2 separate regions of the Triticum aestivum genome follow, and region 1 is linked to region 2. Evidence: chromatin contacts called from public Hi-C data. All regions are on one chromosome and are shown on one strand. Each heading gives the region's core, a stretch centred on a gene start, on an enhancer-like site or on the middle of the called end of the contact. The rest is flanking DNA. Distances are from core to core; before and after follow the strand shown.

Region 1 (2,700 bases), core at 106-2,605, 330 kb before region 2:
TTGTGGACAAATATTTGACTCAAGTACCTAAGGGCTCAATGTCTTCCCCTTTGGACAGAAGTACATAATCTCTCCATCCATAACCAGCTATAAATGTGTTGGTTACCCCAAAATGGTTCTTCAATCAACCTATAACCAGTCATCACTTCCTTCGTGCATACAATATGGCAACCACGGCTGATATCCCGACTGCTGCTACCGGAATGGCCCAGTACTGCACAGCGTAAGCCGCCAGCTTGCTGGCGAAGTCCTTGTCCTGCTCTTTCCTGAAAACCTCCATCTCAGGCATGTCAGGTGTTTCGTCCAAGTCCAATTCCCCAATGAAGTAATCCTTCATTAACTCCTTGGCATCCTTGCTGTGGCCCGCATCTTCAAATTCCTCGGTGCCATCCATACCTTCAAACGTATTATCATACATGAGCAGACAGCCTAAGAGAAAATAAAATGCGTTGAAAAAGAACATGAAAACAGGAGGAGAGAAGCAGTACCAGTCACGGCAAGCAGAACATCAGCACCCCCAGGATGGTCATCCAAATACGCGGTCACATCATAAATCTGCATTGTATTCATCAACAGGACATGAGCTCGCCACACAATCAGAGTAGGGGAACATATTGCCAAGTAGTATTGTAATGCCTATCTACTCTCTGCTGACACAAATTCTATTTGTTCCAAAGCCCTCAACAGAGGCATCTGCCGTGGTTGCTTTCAACAGAGGAAAGCAACCTCCACAAATAAGATACCCCAGCACAACTGTCCCACGACCATGAGGATTAAACCTTGCATTGCCACCACCCAGTATTGGTGCCTAGACTAGCAGGCCACGCCACTCGCAGAGACGTTCGGTCTCGATTCCTGCAGCCTTCTCACTAACAAAGCGAGCGCGGGATCTCCCAGGCATTCGGTCGAACAGGCTACGGGCGGGGGTCGAAGCCCAACTAGCAACGACGAAGCGCGTCCATACACCTTACCTACCTACCAACCTACCTACCGATGTTACGGGCACTATTGCTGAAGCCAGATCGGCAGCGAGGGGTACGAGGGGGGCGCTAGCGGCGGCGCTACCTTGCCGTCGACGACGATCCAGCAGTCCTCGGGGGTGTTGTGGAGGGCGGCCTCCTTCATGCTGTACAGCTTCGTCAGCGTCGGCATCCCGCTCTCGCTTTCCCAGTCCGATCGGCGGGGGGCGAGGGCGGGGGCGAGGGAATACTGCTGTACAGAGTGGGTGAATCTGCCCCGGCTTGCAGAGGAAGAAGGAGGGTGGGTATCTGGATTCTGGACCAGGTATCTGTTCTTCAATCTGCCGCCGCTTGCCTTGCAGAGAAAGAAGAACTGCCTTGGGTGGGGATTTCGGGGAGTTGGGGGTTGGGTTTAGGCCTCGTGGGCCTAGGATAATGGGTCGTCACAGCCCGCCAGCAACCCCGCCAAATTGATGGCCCATATCCCGCAGAGGTAGTTTTTTTTTGTCTGATGGGCAGGAACAGAGGGATGTTTGCTAGAAAAAAAAAGAACAGATTGGTGTTCAATCGTACATACAATAAAAAACACATTCCCCCGTTCCTAAATATAAGTCGTTTTAAAGATTCCACTATGGACTACATAAAATGCGAAATGTATGAATCTACGCTCTAAAATATATTTATATACATCCACATGTAGTCCATGATGGAGTCTTTAAAAAGACTTATAATTAGAAACGGAGGAGTATAAATCTTGATTGATATGATTAAAAGAGGAAATGACCATGGTACAAAGTACAATATTTTCTTGTCATATCACAAGCAAAAGTGTATATTTAAGAGTAAAATGTACGGAACCACCATAATTATATCAACAGTGTGTATTTAAGAGGAGCCGCTCGCGCAGCCCCCACCATGTTGGGTCACCTCCGCATCGCTAGGCCACCAACGCCTCCTCCCTCCTCTCCCAATCGTGCGCCGTGAGTAGGAGACGAACGACGCGTGCAAGCGCGCCCGCCCGATCCTGCGACGGCAACCCTAGCGCTGCCGCTCACTCTGCGTCGAGGACCTCCGCCATAGGCACGCGTCGCACACACGTCTTGAAACATTCGCAAAGCGCCCCCTAGATCTGCGTGTTTTCACAACCCCTTTCAGTGGTATCTCTATCGTCGACCACAAGATAGTCTTGGTACCATCGACCCAGTGGTGGATAGAGACTGAGGTTTGTCAGGGTGACGATATCCAAAATATCTTATATTTGTTTTTTTTAAAGGAGGAAGACCCCCGGCCTCTGCATCTGGACGCTGCATGCAACCATTTTATTAATTATTCATAAAGACCTTATAAAGTAATAATCAATAAGTCTGAAGCCATGATCTTGGCAACATTTGCCACTACTCCTATCCACTTGAGAAGGGGTGCCGATTGTCCGATCCGAAACTAAACAGACATCACACTAAGGTCTAACATCTAAAACCGGGGGCCCAACCAAGCCATTGCCCGATGTGAGACACACACTGGTCCGACGCACTCTCAGATGTAGCCGCCGTCGTCTTCCACCGATCCATCTCCAGAACAGGTACTGACACATCGACATTGTCAGGCATGCCATCGATGCCACCACGGCACCAGACAACGCCACCTCTCTACGCGCGTTCATCATCATACATCCATCGCCGAGACCCTGCCGTGCCACACCAGCGAGACTCCGCATCGTCGATGCGTGACATGAGACGCCACT
Region 2 (2,847 bases), core at 92-2,591:
TGACCTCGACAGAGACACCGGAAACACCTGTTTCTCAGCCACGCCGGAGGGGAACGCCGCACAGTGGTGGAAGGGCGACAAAAAACTGTAGGAGGCGGCGAGCGGCGCCCCTTCGAGACAGTCTGCCATCCCCCAAGCTCACACTCGAGAACGGTCGTCGCCTCATCACGATGGAAGCATCCACGCCAATCCCCCCAACCCGAGCGCACGGGCGGGACGGAGCGATCGCCTCCAGCAGCATCGCGCGGCGCAGGAGCAGTGAGTGCAGGAGGTTGGCCGGCAGGCAGGTAAGGTCGTCCAGCAGGCGGCGAAGCAAAGGGATCCAGGCCCTCCTGGGAACGAGCCTTCCGCCCTCCTATGGCCGGGTCCGATCTGCAACAAGCAAGTGCAGCCGCGACTAGTGCAGCGGCGGCGAACGACGGTGCTAGAGGGTCCACGGGCGCTGGCTCGGAGGGGAGCGAGCTCGATGAAGACGGACGCGAGCTCCGGGACGCAGCCGGTTGGAGGAGGGATGGAGCCACCATGGGGTTGTCGGCAGCAGCAACCGCCGTCGCCGGAGCGGGGCAGCCACCAGCTGCCGCGGGCATGGGGGGCGTCGGCGTCGCAGTGGCCGGCGCCGGAGCTGGGCAGTCCGGTGTTGTCGTCGGCGTCGGAAGCAGGAGGTCCCGATCCAGATCTGATGGGAAAGACGGCGGGGATGGCGGCGGGACGACCACCGGCTTAAAGCCCACGGGCAGCGAGGGGGGAGGCGGTGGCAGCATGGCGGCTGGGCTGCGGGCCAGCGGTGGAGTGGCCGACGGGGCCAGAGTGGCCGCCGCCGGTGCGCTAGTAGGAGAGCTCGGGGTCGGGTCCAGGTTTGCCCCGACTTCCATCTCCGTACTAGCAATAATGCGTTGCCCTGCGCCTGGCCCTCCATGGTTTTTTAGGGTGCTCTAAGCACAAGAACTCTGCAGTGACAATTTTTTTTTTCAAACATAACTCTGCAGTGACAAAAATGCCATGGAAAAGAGCCTGGAGGAATTAATTAACATCCCGCGGATGGAAATCAGCATATCGCGTACGTCCACGACAAAACCATGTGAGTGGAATGAATTAACGCCCAATATCCGCGGATGGGATGGTGCCGTGAAAAGTGGTAATCAAACCACCACCAGCAACAGTGATGATATACATCTCATCCGCGGATGATGGACATTTGAGCGTGCATCGCTGATAAGGGCCAAGCTGGGAGGGGCCCGGATGAGGGCACGCCACGGGACAGCGAGTCCAGACGAGACAGAAAGAAAGGGACGCTGCCTGCTGCCTCGCGACATCGGTCGGTCGCGGTGTCCATCTTGCGTTCATCGGGTCGGAACTCGAAACTAATGCTGTGGTGCTCCGCCCTGCCTCTTCTATCCGTGTACCGTGGTCGCAGGGGGCGCGAATTCGGCGACGCGACGGCGGCATCTCGCACCTGGCCGTCCGTCCGTCTTTTTTCCCTTCCTCCCTGCTTCCAGAAACCTATAACCGGTGAGAATATCTGCGATGTATGCGTGATGCTCGCTGCTGCCGATCAAGTCCGCTGCGGACGGCGACGCCTTTGGCATCCGGAAAAGGCCAGGGAGCCGACTAAAGCACGAGTTATTTGCTGGCGGGGTGCGGAGGCGCATGGAGGTTACTTGCGGATGTCTTATCCATTCCTGCCTTGAGAGGAAAAAGGTCCAGAGACGTGAAAATTCATCTCTGCACCCGAGCTCATTTGCACCCGAGCTGACGAAAAAAATCAAAACAAATACTAGAAAATTTTAAAAAATTCCAAATTTTTTTGTGCGGTAGACAATTTGATGCGTGAGGTCCACTCCCATTTTCAAATCCTTTGGACATCTGAGGAGTTCTCGGCAAAAAATACAAATTGGGGGTATGTAAAAAAGTTACTATTCATGTACTGTTTTGGTCCGATTGTTTTTTTTTTGCTGAGAGCTGCTAAGATGTCCAAATGATTTGAAATTTGAAGCGGGCCTCACGCATCAAATTTTCTACTGCACAAAAAAATTGATTTTTTTAAATTAATGATTTTTTTCTAACCGGGTGCAGATGAGTCTGGGCACCGAAACGCCCTGCTCTCAGAGATGGTACTACTTGCAGGACACAGATAGAGACTATCTGAGCTAAAGCTCAAATGAGCTCGTAAAAACAGTAAAACCTAAAAAATCAAATTACTTTTTTGCTGCAAAAATTGGGTAGCTTTTTACACGCATGCAAAATTTCATGATGAAATCGCATTCCTGAAAGTGTGGACCAAAATTACAAAATTGAGGCGTCCAGAGTTCCACAAATGTGATTTCATCGTGAAATTTTTACACGCAAGTGAAACTTTTCTCATTGTTTGTTGGGAAAACTTTGTTTCTGCCACTCTAACTTTTGCCCACTTTGCTTATGCCACTCTAGAATTTGACATATCACTTTTTCCACTCTCAGCTTTTGACAATTATCACAATTGTCATTCCGTGGCAAAAGCAAAATTTTCAGAGTGGCAATTATGATACATTGTCAAAATCTAAGAGTGGCAAAAGTGAAATAAAAAATTGTTGCTTTTGTCACGGAATGGCAATTGTGATAATTGTCAAAAGCTGTGAGTGGAAAAAGTGATATGTCAAATTCTAGAGTGGCAAAAACAAAGTTTTCCCTTGTTTGTTGCAAAAAAAAACTCAAACTTTTTTGAATTTTTTCAAAAAAAAAATTGAGTACTGATGACAGTGAGATTCTCTCACTGCCTTTTATATTAATAAATTAAGAGTTAGGGGGGTTACAGTATCCAGACAGTTACATATTACATTGGGGAGGGGGTAGAGAGATTAAACAGCTAAT

The links. Hi-C and Micro-C count contacts between places; a contact is called where the count stands out from the background.
Region 1: a Hi-C map of leaf shows a contact between it and region 2, with 3 times the contacts expected there. The contact joins the promoter of LOC123122867 here to the enhancer-like site in region 2. A contact is called at or near these places in 4 of 5 Hi-C or Micro-C datasets (leaf and an unstated tissue) and 1 of 1 datasets of contacts at active chromatin or transcription factors (leaf).

The regions. Positions count from the first base shown.
Region 1 is chr5D:470,459,539-470,462,238 of IWGSC CS RefSeq v2.1, reverse strand. It overlaps LOC123122867 (cytochrome b5), which reads right to left and starts at 1,355. Exons shown (of 3, transcript XM_044543232.1): 1 at 1,066-1,355; 2 at 489-555; 3 at 1-396. The coding sequence starts at 1,152. The coding sequence ends at 143. It also overlaps the pseudogene LOC123120936.
Region 2 is chr5D:470,124,640-470,127,486 of IWGSC CS RefSeq v2.1, reverse strand. No RefSeq gene overlaps it. Among protein-coding and RNA genes, the nearest start is that of LOC123122866, 76 kb to the right of the region's middle. Within about 2 kb of position 1,341, at least 8 of the 8 cell types and tissues checked have an H3K27ac peak or open chromatin away from gene starts, as enhancers often do. A contact at or near this core is called in leaf, where this site is marked.